Linked DNA regions of Sus scrofa: region 1 is linked to region 2. A link is a contact called in public HiChIP or PLAC-seq data. All regions are on one chromosome and are shown on one strand. Each heading gives the region's core, a stretch centred on a gene start, on an enhancer-like site or on the middle of the called end of the contact. The rest is flanking DNA. Distances are from core to core; before and after follow the strand shown. Region 1 has its middle 20 kb from the start of PFKFB3. Region 2 has its middle 210 kb from the start of PRKCQ.

The links. HiChIP or PLAC-seq counts read pairs in DNA pulled down with a chosen protein or histone mark.
Region 1: a contact with region 2 is called in an H3K27ac HiChIP or PLAC-seq map of alveolar macrophages. The contact joins two enhancer-like sites. A contact is called at or near these places in 1 of 5 promoter capture datasets (fetal skeletal muscle), 31 of 47 Hi-C or Micro-C datasets (adipose tissue, alveolar macrophages, blood and 17 more) and 2 of 2 datasets of contacts at active chromatin or transcription factors (alveolar macrophages and skeletal muscle).

The regions. Positions count from the first base shown.
Region 1 is chr10:64,876,171-64,882,380 of Sscrofa11.1, forward strand. No RefSeq gene overlaps it. Among named protein-coding and RNA genes, the nearest start is that of PFKFB3, 20 kb to the left of the region's middle. Within about 2 kb of position 4,226, at least 3 of the 83 cell types and tissues checked have an H3K27ac peak or open chromatin away from gene starts, as enhancers often do. A contact at or near this core is called in alveolar macrophages and retroperitoneal adipose tissue, where this site is marked.
Region 2 is chr10:64,645,746-64,651,311 of Sscrofa11.1, forward strand. No RefSeq gene overlaps it. Among named protein-coding and RNA genes, the nearest start is that of PRKCQ, 210 kb to the left of the region's middle. Within about 2 kb of position 3,201, at least 6 of the 83 cell types and tissues checked have an H3K27ac peak or open chromatin away from gene starts, as enhancers often do. A contact at or near this core is called in alveolar macrophages and retroperitoneal adipose tissue, where this site is marked.

The DNA.
Region 1 (6,210 bases), core at 2,976-5,475, 230 kb after region 2:
GGGAAATAAATGCCCGTGAAAAGACAGCGATAAGAGCTGAGTGATTTCCTTTGGGGAACAGGACCGGCAGACGGGGGCTGGTCTAAGCGGCTGTAAGTCCTTGAGCACTGATGATTTTTAATGATGTGCATATATTGACAAAAATTAAAAACCAACCGTAGGAATAACAAACAGCCCTGAATTTACTCTCCAACCCAAATTTTGGTAGTAATTCTATTCAGAGTGACTCAGTGCAGTTGGTCCTTTGTAAGTGACCCAGATCCACCCCGTCTCTAAGGCGGTTTACTCACTTGCTATCCGTTTTATTTTATTTGTCTTTTTAGGGCCACACCTGTGGCATATGGAGGTTCCCAGGCTAGGGGTCCAATCGGAGCTACAGCTGCTGGTCTACACCACAGCCACAGCAACGCCAGATTCGAGCCTCATCTGTGACCTATGCTACAGCTTATGGCAACGCTGGATCCTTAACCCACGGAGCAAGCAAGGCCAGGCATTGAACCCGCGTCCAATTGGATACAAGTAGGATTCTTAACCCGCTGAGCCACAACGGGAACTCCACTTACTTCTGAAGTGAAACTGCATCATGATTTTATTTCTTAGTTCTTGACTCTGACCCTAAGAACAAAATTGCAAGAAACTGCAAAGAGTGTCTTTGCTACTTCAGGATTTTTTGCCAAATTATCAGGCTTCGATTTCACTTGTTCCTTCTGTTTTCTGAGATAAATCAGTAATGAAATTCCTTAGCAATTTGTCAACTCATTTCCCCCCCATCACGAGCTCTGGCTTCAGTGAGACACAGACACTTCCAGGCTCCCAACCCACGTGCTCCCAGCCTGCCCACGGGGACAGTGCCTGGCTTAGCAGAACTGTGAGGACTTCACGTGTTCACACTTACGCAGCAGGAGAAAAGGGCAGGAAGCAGATAATAGGAGAGCTTTAATGAGATATTTTTAATACCATGTGAGAGTGCAGAGGAGGAAAAAAAGGTGGTTGCTAAAGAAAAAGACCCAGCTGTTACCAAAGCCGGAAGTTGCTGGTGTCCTGAAACATTTTAAAATATTTGCAAATCTGTAACTTTTACGGGGACAATAATGTAACACTATCTTTCCCTGTTGTCATAGTTGTATGAACTCAAGGCATTCTAGGTGTGAAATAATCGCTCTTTAAAAAAAAGTTTGTAGTTATTTTCTCTAAGTTTTAAATGACTTTTTAAAAGGGAAATCTATTTTGTGAATGTCTGGCTGATACCCAAACAAAGGAGACTTACCAAACAGCGTTTCACGGTATAGGGTCTATGTGTTGCTCTTCATTCAGTAAATAATATCTGTGGCTTAACAACTGAGTACTGAGTGTGAGGAATCTAATTCTAGAACGGCTCACTTTCCCATATTGTCAATGTATGTGTATTTACATAAAACGTCATTTTAAAATTCATTATTCTTCAAAAGATCTAGACGTCATTAGACTCTCTTGCCTTAAAAAAGCAAAACAACCACAGGCAGCTCCATAATTTAGATCCATCTAGACTCAAGCTTCTGGTCCAGGACTCGAGCACTTCTGTGTCTTATTGCTTTAGATCAGAGGCCAGCACACAAGAGAGAAAAGGAGATAGACCGATCCAGAAACACATCAACTCACGCAAGCTCCAGAAAGAGGCACCATGAAGGAAGGGGAGGGAATTATCAAAGCAAGTTTCCATGGAAATTTCCAGGACAGGGATTCAAAGGGCATGAACTGCCAGACGGAGAGTCTGTCTCAAATGCCCAGCAGAGGGTGGAGGGGGCGCATCACGACACACAGTCACAGCACTTGACAACGGTGGCTCCAAAAGAGAAGAAAACATGTCATAGAAGATGATACCGATTCCCTCAACAGAAAGAGAGGAAGAGAACAGTGCAGCAACGCCTTCAGAATCCTGAGGGAAAATGGAATTTAACCAAGAAGTCCATACTAAGTCTGAGCATCAATTAAGTGTGATGATAGAATTCAGACTGTTCAGAGGCAAACCTTCAGAAAACACACCTTCCAAGTCTCTTTTCTCAGAAACCTACTAGAAGAGAAGCTCCACCAAAAACAGGAGATGTTCCTGCTGTGTCTCAGTGGCAACAAATCTGACCCGCATCCATGAGGACACAGGTTCGATCCCTGGCCTCGTTCAGTGGGTCAAGGATCCGGTGTTGCCCTGAGCTGGGGTATAGGTTGAAATGCATCTTGGATCCTGCGTTGCTGTGGCTGTGGTGTAGACCGGCAGCTGCAGCTCCAATTCGAGCCCTAGCCTGGGAACCTCCAAATGCTGCAGGTGTAGCCCTAAAAAGACCAAAAAAAAGGAGGAAATCAGGGAACTGAGGACAAAGGATCTAACGTGGAGGAGACAGAGCTTTCATAATCCATTGACTTCCTAGAAAATGGAAGAGTCCTGCCTTCAAACACTTAACTCTGTTCATTCTTTCAAGTTTGTTATAAACAACATTAAAAACAAATCCGTATTCGTATTTTTAGGACATTCCATATAATTTCTCAGCAGAACCAATTGTATGTGGTGATGCATTTTCATTATTACACAACTTTTCCTGGAATTAACTGAGTCAAGTTTTCCTTGGAACTGCATCAGCTCCCTTGGAGCCTTGGAACTGCGTTCCCCCCTTGGAGCCCTGCTCCGTGTGGACTGAGACCTCCAGGCCTCTGCAGGTCACGGCTACCGGACCAAGATTCCCGTCCGTGGCCTTGGGCATGACTCCCCCCGCAGGCCGGGTCTCCCATCCCTGAGCCAGTGTCCTCGTCTCCGATTTACTCCCTGTGCGGCAGCAGCATGAAGCGCGAGCGGGAAGTAAGGCGACTGCGTTCAGACAGTCCCCCTCGACGCCTGCTCAGAAGGGGACAGAGGAGGGGACGCAGCCTCAGGAGGCCGTATTTGGTTTTGATGGTTTTGTTTCATTTTTAGGGCCGCACCTGCGGCATATGGAGGTTCCCAGGCTAGGGGTTGAATGGGAGGTACAGCTGCCAGCCTACACCACAGCTCACGGCAACGCCGGATCCTTCACCCACTGAGCGAGGCCAGGGATCGAACCCACGGCCTCATGGTTCCTAGTCGATTCATTTCTGCTGCGCCACACAGGAACTCCATAGAGGCTGTGTTTGGAAACAAGGAGGCAGAGACCAGAAGCAACCAGCTGAAAGAGTGACAGGAGCTGCCGCAGGTGGCAGGGAGCAGAGGCCTGTGGCTTCCCCTGCAAGGCCCGTGGGCTCATTTATGTCACTTGAGCAGCTGCCCAGGGCAAGACTGCTGCTGGGAGAAGAGCGGGAAGGGCAAGCTCTCTGGGGGACAGAACGCGGGCAAATCCCTGCCTGAGCTCCTGCTGCCGGAACAGGAGGCGAGCGTTAGAGGGGAGAAGCAGGGCCTGGGCAGAAGGTGTCCCCAGCTTCCTCGCTTACAGAGTCTAGACGTGGCTGCAGAGAAGGGTCGAGAGACTACCATTCGGGTCACCTGAATAGCTGGGCACCATGTGGCAGCTCAGAGGAGGGTGAGATTAGAGCAGGGAGTCCAGCCGGAGGCCACGGTCTGTTACCAGCAAGAAAGGATGCAGGTCTGAGGTCAAGGCGCTCCCCCCGGTTAACACGAAAGGCAGAAAAGGAATAACATCAAAGGGTCTAGAGGAGTTTCCATCGTGGCTCAGCAGAAGGAATCTGACTAGCATCCATGAGGACACAGGTTTGATCCCTGGCCTCGCTCAGTGGGTTTAGGATCTGGCGTTGCCGTGAGCTGTGGTGTAGGTCCCAGACACTGCTTGGATCCTGCATCGCTGTGGCTGTGGTGTAGGCTGGCAGCTGCAGCTCCAATTAGACCCCTAGCCTGGGGCCCTCCATATGCCTCAGGTGCAGCCCTAAAAGGGCAAAAAAAAAAAAAAAAAAGGGAGGGGGGGTCTTGATTAGCTATCAGGCGGATACAAGGAAGGGAGGAGCCTCGGAAGGTACCAAATCAGAGGACTTGGCAGGTTCGAAGGGGGAAAGCTGAGACGCCGGGGACGTGTTTGGGATGAGAAGTGTCATCTAACTGGCAGCTGGGTACAGATCTGAAGTTCTGTAACGAGGACTGGCTGAGACAGGATGTGTCTTGGCCACAGCAGACAGAAAGCAGGGGAGTAGAGAAAACTCCTAGGAAGAGGGTGAAGGTCAGAGATAAAGGGCAGCAGTGCCAGGAGGAGGGGTCACGGGCCTCAAGAAGGGCGGGGTTAGCTGTGGCAGATGCCATCGACGTCAAGGAAGAGCACGGGATTGAGCCCAGGAGGTTGGGCACAGTGACTTTCCACAGAGCATCGGAGGAGGAAGCCAGCGGGGAGGAGGGTCGACCCTGCAGTCATTGCAACCCCGTTCCCTGGGTGTGGGTTGAACCGAAGGGCTGAACAGACTAAGAGGAGGCAGGAGAGGGGGCGGCTCTCGGAGAGCCCGGCCCGGAAGGAAGAACAGGAGGGCCCATGGGGAATAGCCGAGTGGGTTAACATTCCAGGGGTGGACGTTTCCCCCAAGGAAGACAGAGACGGGAGAAAAGCCATCAGTACAGCGAGTCTGAGAACACGGGAGAGACGAAACTAAACAGCCCTGCCCTGCAATCCAGCAATCCCACTCCCCACTCACCCAATGAATGGACACACTTATATCCACAAAAAAAAACCCACGCCTGTGCATAAATGTTCATAGCAGCTTTATTCATAGTCACCAAAACCCAGAAGTGGCCAAGCTGCCCCTCAGTAGGGAAACGGATAAAGAAACGGTTGCCTCCAGATAACAGGATAAAAAACGAGCTGTCCAGCCACAAAGGGGTACAGACGACTTGAAAATGCACGATGCTAAGTGAAGGAGGCCAGACTGAAAAGGCTGCATAATGTATGATTGCACTACGTGATCCAGAAAAGGCAAAACGGCAGAGACAGTAAACAGCAGGGGCTGCCAGGCACAGGGTGAATACGGGTGGCACAGGGCGGCTTTTAGGGCAGAGGGCAGTGAAACCGTTCTGAAGGGTAGTCTCATGTGACTACACAACATTAAGCCTTTGCCAAAGCCCGTAAAACTTCACTGCCAAAGAAGAAGCCTTGATGTACATAGGTTTTGAAAAACTCATTTAGAATGTTGCTGGATCCCAGGATGACACGTAGAATGCGGCAAATACATTGAAATGCTTCACAAACACATAAAACAGGATCCCTGAGGGCTGGGGTGGGGGATGAAGAGTCAAGCTAAGTAGCTCCGGAAAGGACTGGGGTCCACTGGGTGGATTGACAACCCCCAAAGGGCTCGTCGGGACCCTGGGACTGAGCAATGAAGCGGGTGCTGCAGTGGGAAGTTACCGTCAAGCGGGTGGGGGAGGCGAGAAAGATCGGAGCAGAGTTGGGGACATCAGCAGGACCTGGGCTTACCTTACTATACAGATGGGTCCCTTTCTACACACATGCATTTCCTTGCTCCATCAGCTGAGGCAGCCTGGACCCAATGACACGCCAACAGCAACGAGCATACCTGCCACCCAGATCTGGGTTTCTAATACCATCCTCCGGTACAAGGAGCCATGCCTGGCTCCTTGGAGAAGCGGCTGATTCTGGGCGGGGGCGGGAAAGACAGGGTGAGCCTGGGGCATCTTGTGGTTCCCGAGAGTAAGGAAGTGTGATAACACCACACCATGATGGGATGTTGAAAGCTAAAGGGATACGTGGGCCAAGGGCAGAAGCTTCCAATAGCCAGAGCTGGAGCAAGGCGAGCAACAGCACAAAATGAGACTGGATGGTAATGCAAAGCGTAAGATAAAGAGCCACGTGTTCAAACTGGTATAAATGGCTGAATCCGTAAACATGTGGGGGAAGAACTGAATTTCCAACAATTTCTGTGGCTCCTCCACCCTAAGGAGGTGGAACACAGCTCCTCCTCCTCAAGTGTGGGCTGTGCACAGCGACTCTCCTCCAAAGAGCAGAGTGTGGACAGGGAGACGAAGGCGTAACCTCCCAGGGGAGAGGCCTGGCCAACCCGACCTCTGCCAGGCCATCGGGTCAAGGTCAACAGTAACCAGCTGTGCTCTGCGTGCACACGCTTGATGCGAGGTGGCGGGAACACACTCCACTTCTGCGGTTCTGCTCGCCCGGAAAGTCCACCCCCGTCCAACCATGGGAAAGACAGCCGACCTTTCCCGGCTGAGGGATGATGACAAAACACTGAGCGGTGCTC
Region 2 (5,566 bases), core at 1,951-4,450:
TCATCATTCCAGCCGCAGGGTCTCCTTGGCAACAGACACCTTAGGCCCTGGTGCTGTCACTGTTCCCATCCGCTCGGTGGGGACCGTGGCAGTTTCAAGAAGTAGCTAGTTCTCCTGTGATCTCAGTCAGAGCCTGGTGCGGCCAGGAGTTGCAGTCTGCCCATCCAGAATCATAGGAAGTTCCTTTCGAAAAAAGCAAGATGAACAAAATGAGTCACCTACGAGGAGTGGTTTGGAAGATACCAGGCAAATTCCCTCTTCAACAATTCTGCCTTCCCAACCACCCCGTTTAACATTTTACTATTAAAAATCTTATTTTTTGTTGTATTTTTTAACTGAATTATCATCAACACACAACGTTGTATCCATGTGAGTTGTTGGACATAACTTGATACAGGTATCTACTGCAAAATGACCATCCCATGATGTTGGTTTACCTCCTAGATCAGAAAGATTCTGAGAGCCCAGGAGTCCCCTGGTGGAGATGCCAATCACACTGAGTAACTAACACTTAAGTAACTGGTGTAACTGGAAAACAAGAGAGCAGGCAAAGTTCTGGGTTGGGAGGGGCCGGGGGTGGGGGTGGAACAGAAACAAGAACAGCTGAGGAAAGTCTTATTGAAAAAAAGGCCAAGCAGAGACGTGGCTAATACACAGATTTGCCAGAAGGAAAAGTACTGATCTGCTCATTATTCAGGTATAAACACGGAAGATGGAATCCACTCTCAGAATTTGGCACTAAAGGGACTTTTCCATTGAACCTTTAGGTGGGAATTAGAATGAGTCCCCTAGCTCTCACCTGGCTCAGTCTTCCCCACAAAGGCACACTCTCCCTAAGGACCATAAAGATTTGGCCCTTAACCTTGGCAGAGAAAGAGTAGACATCTCTATTTGTTCGTTCTTACACCTACAACCGTGATCACAATGACCCCAAATTCTCTCTCAACTGTCAGATCTCCGGGTGCTTTTTATTAGAAAGTTTGTCTTTGCAGGTGTTTTTTCCTTGCTTTTGTAGCCTAGTAGCTTCTGTCATTGCTTCATAGGTAGTTTTATGCCTTATTCTTCACCTCGAAGATTATAAAATCATGAAGACCTTTCCCAAAAGCCTTCATATCACACGGTTGGCCTGGAAAGTGTACTCAGGAAAAAATTAATGTTTGTGTTTGATTTTAAGAACAGAGTCTTGCTTAGGCGAATCATTACTCACTCATCCATTCATTCTCTTTATTTTTATGGAAGTACAGTTGATTTATAATGTTTCAGGTGGACAGCAAAGTGATTCAGTACTATAGATATTACTTTTCCATTCTTTTTTAGATTCTTTTCCATTATAGGATATTATAAGATATGCACTAGAGTTCCCTGTCCTTGTTGTAATCTATTTTAAATATAGTTGTGTGTATCTGTTACTCCCAAATCCCTAATTTATTCCTCTTTGATAACCAGAGATTTGTTTTCTACGTCTGTGAGCCCATTTCTGTTGTGTAAATAAATTCATTTGTGTCTTTTTATTTTAGATTCCACACACAAGTGAAATCATACGATATTTGTCTTTCTCTGTCCGGCTTACTTCACTTTGTATGATAATCTCTAGGCCCACCCATGTTGCTGCAATTGACGTATTTTATTCTTTTCATGGCTGAGTAATATTCCATTGTGTGTATATATGGATGGATGAATGGATGGATACACACAGTACTCTATCCACTCATCTGTCGAATATTTAGGTTGTTTCCATGTCTTGGCTATTGTAAATAGTGCTGCTATGAACATTAGGGTGCATGCATCTTTCAGAATTAGAATGTTCTTCTTTTCCAGTTACATGCCCAGGAGCGGGACTGCTGGATCCTATGGTAGTTTTCCAAGGATACACCATACTCTTTGGCATAGTGGCTGCACCCATTTGCATTCCCACCAACCCTTTAGGGTTTAGGAGAGTTCCCTTTTCTCCACACCCTCTCCAGCATTTATTGTTTGTAGACTTCTTGATAATGACCATTCAGACTGGTGTGAAGGTGACACCTCACAGTTTTGATTTGCATTTCTCTACTAGTTAGCAATATTGAGTATCTTTTCCTGTGCCTGTTGGCCATCTGTGTGTCTTTGGAGACCTGTCTATCTAGGTCTTCTGCCCCCCTTCCTTTTTCAATGGCTGCACTGCAGCACGTGGAAGTTCCCAGGCCGAGACTTGAATCTGAGTCACAGCTGCAGCCATGACAGATACTTTAACCCACTGTGCTGGGCTGGGGATCAAACCTGCCTCTCTGCAGTGACCCGAGCCGCTGCAATCAGAGACTCTACCCACCCCACCACAGGGGGACCTCCCTTTTCCCATTTTTTGATTGGGTTGTTTTTTTTTTGCTGTTGTTGCATAAGTTATTCGTACATTTGGAGACTGAGCCCTTGGCAGTTGTATCGCTTGCAAATATTTCCTCCCGTTCCCATAGGTTGTCATTTCATTTTGTTTATGGTTTCCTTTGCTGTGCAAAAGCTTTTAGGTTTAATTAGATCCCATTTGTTTATTTTTTCTTTTGTTTCCATAACTCTAGGAGACCGATCCAAAAAAATTTGCTGTGATTCATGTGAGAGAGTGAGTGTTCTGCCTATGTTCTCCTCTAGGAGTTTTACAGGGCATTCATTCATTCTTCAAACAAGCCATTCTTGAGCACCATGTCCCAAGCACTGGAGATGCAAAAATAAACTTACATAATTCAAGCCCTTGCAGCTATAGGGTGAAATGCCAGATTGCAGAACAGTGTGCTTGCGGCAATAATAAGAGGCACACGGATAAGAGTCACCTTGAATTCTATGTGAAATACCCACAGACTACCTTCCCCGAGTTCCGTCAAGTCTTTAGCATGAGGAGAAGCACTGCTTCTGTGCCTGGCCAACATTTCATCTGAGACCCACCAGTCTCAGCTGGGGAAGATCCAGGAACTCCCGGTCCACAGACACAGGGCAGCTCCGGGGAGAAGCTGGTAGACTCAAACCCCTTGAATCCCGCTGCAAAGAAAGCATGCTCGGTACGACCCCTTCCCTCCTTTCCTCGTTTCCAAGCAGAAGGCATGGCCTCAACGGCAGCCGTCGTGTTGGGGCTGGTAGCACATTCCTTGGTGTTTGTCTGAGGACAGTGGCATTGAGGAGCCCGACTCCCACCACACTTCTGCCTCGGAGGTTTTGCCTTCTGCAAATTGCTGGAAACAAAATGTTCCAGCACAGAGGTGAGCGGTGTCTCAGGCAAGAGAGGAACCCTCGGGGATGAGTGTGTCGAAGGTGTCCCTGGCTCCCCTGCCTAGGATATTAGTGGGCAGAGCAGAGCGAACACAAGACACAAAAGCTTAGTGAAGGATTAGAGAGATGGGGGGGGAGAGGAGCGGGGAGGAGGGAAGAGAGAAGGGGGGAGCGGCCAGGGTATAATGTGCAGACACAGAGCAAAGGGCGTCCTGCCCTCAGTGGAGTGTCGCATACAACACGGAGCGCCACCTACGTGAGAAAGGGGGACCTGGGAGGAGTGGTCACGTCCACTCTTCCTTTCCTTGGCGGTTGTTGTGGTTGTTGCTGTTGTTTGGTTTGGTTTGGGGTTTTTTGTTTTTGTTTTTGGTACAAAGAGGGATTGCCAAAGTGAGAAAAAAGAACAGGAAGATAAAAACCCTGAGCCAGGATTTTATCTTTGTCTCCTTGGCTGTCACTATAGTGCTTCCCACGCATGAGGCAGAGGGAGAAAAGGAAGGAAGGAAAAGTTAAGACTTGGCATCTTTCGTAGCCTCTGTGTTCTTGCAACAACTGTACTGCAAAAATAAATAAATACATATACATATCACTGCTGTATTTATATATGTATATATTACTATTATATTACATTACATATTACTATTTTACATATATATAAAATAGTACATAAAATATATGACAGTAATTCTGGACTTGAGTCTCTAGAGGGAGGCAGAGGAACGTGAGAAAAGCTGCCTCTACTGCCACTGTTCCTGCCACCGTACCCAGGGCTGTCTTGGACTTGAGACACTTCATTCATCAGGCAAGATGAGGCATCCGAAGAATCAGTTCTTCTGCCTTGCTCTTAGTTCAAAATGTGCATCCCACCTTTAATCCGTGTAATCTCCACATGTTTAAAGAACAGATCAGAAAAGAGCTGCAGATCATAGAGCAGTGACTATCAGTCATCTGGTCGACCCTCTGGGCCACTGCTGCAACTCAGCAGGAAAATGTGCAGGAATCAGAGCCTTGGACGAGCGCGTTCGAGCTCTGCTCCCTCTACCAGTCATTGTCAGAAGCCCAGTTTTTCATCAGCAAAAGGCTAAGAGCCATCATTTCTACTGTGTCGGGTTGCTGTAAAGACTGATTAATGAAAAAACATGTTCATAAAACAACGAACTACATGGATGCAAATCTAATTATTATTATTACCCATGTGCTCAAGTCTACTTAGTCATGTCCTTAAAGCTGCCCAGGGAGAGGCCACAAGGAGGGCAGGAACTACAGGGGCCACTCTGAGCATCTAACGTGGCACCTCATACACAGCAGGCAATTCTTAAATTTCTTACACAAATGAGTAAAAACACTTATGTGTAGGAAAACCACATCGTTAACATCTAAAACAAGTCCCTTTTTTTTTCCTACTGAGAGAGAGAGAGCACTATTTGTGATTAGTCCAGGAAACAGGTCAAAGGCAGGTCTTTCCTGGGCCAGCTGGACACACGTGGTCACTGCACTTGTGTGGCACCTACCACGCCGCGGGCCCTATCTTGAATGCACTGCAATATTAACCATGTAACTTCAGACAATCTCGTTGCGGCTGGTGCGGATATTAACCACATTCCACAAATAGCTCATGAGGACCTACTACGGGTCCCAAGCCTCCTAGATTCTGAGGACACAGCCAAAACGTAGCTTCCCCAAAAGCAAAGATTCCTGGTCTTTAAGGGTGGGAGACGAGAAAGCCAGGAAATGATACACAAATAAACAAGTAGGTTACATGGCAAGCTAACGGGAGCAGCGCCGCGGATAAAAGAAAGCGATCCTGGGAGCGCGGAAGGCGCGGGGACAGCTGGGCACAGAATCAGTGCGCAAGCGGCCTCGGTCCCACCTGAGGGGCCGCCTCCGGTTCCTGCTTTTAACCTCGACACTGTTTTTTCCCTTCGTTCCGAGGAGCAGCCAGCCTTGCTCCGCATTCGAGTTCGCTTCCTCCATGGGCGGTGGAGGGCGACCCAAAGCCGGGGGATCCTCTCCTGACCTCAGCTCAGGAGCCTCCATCCGTGGCAGACGTCGGAGACTACGGATGCCTCGGTTCGGGTCACGGCTGCGTGGACTCTGAACCCGGGGCCCCTGGAACTGCCTGTCTGCTCAGGAGGAACGAAGGCTCTGCCTAGAGAAGCTGTGTTTGTAGGTTTGGGGACACAGCCAGACAAACCCGCCAGACAGGAGGGAACACATAACCCCGACGGGAAGGGCACGCCTTGCCCAAAGTCTCAACTGCTTCGACTCATCCTGGTCTCTGAGCAGAGTGGAGGCCCCGGAAACCCCAGGATGCTGAACTTCCTCTGCTCTCCCG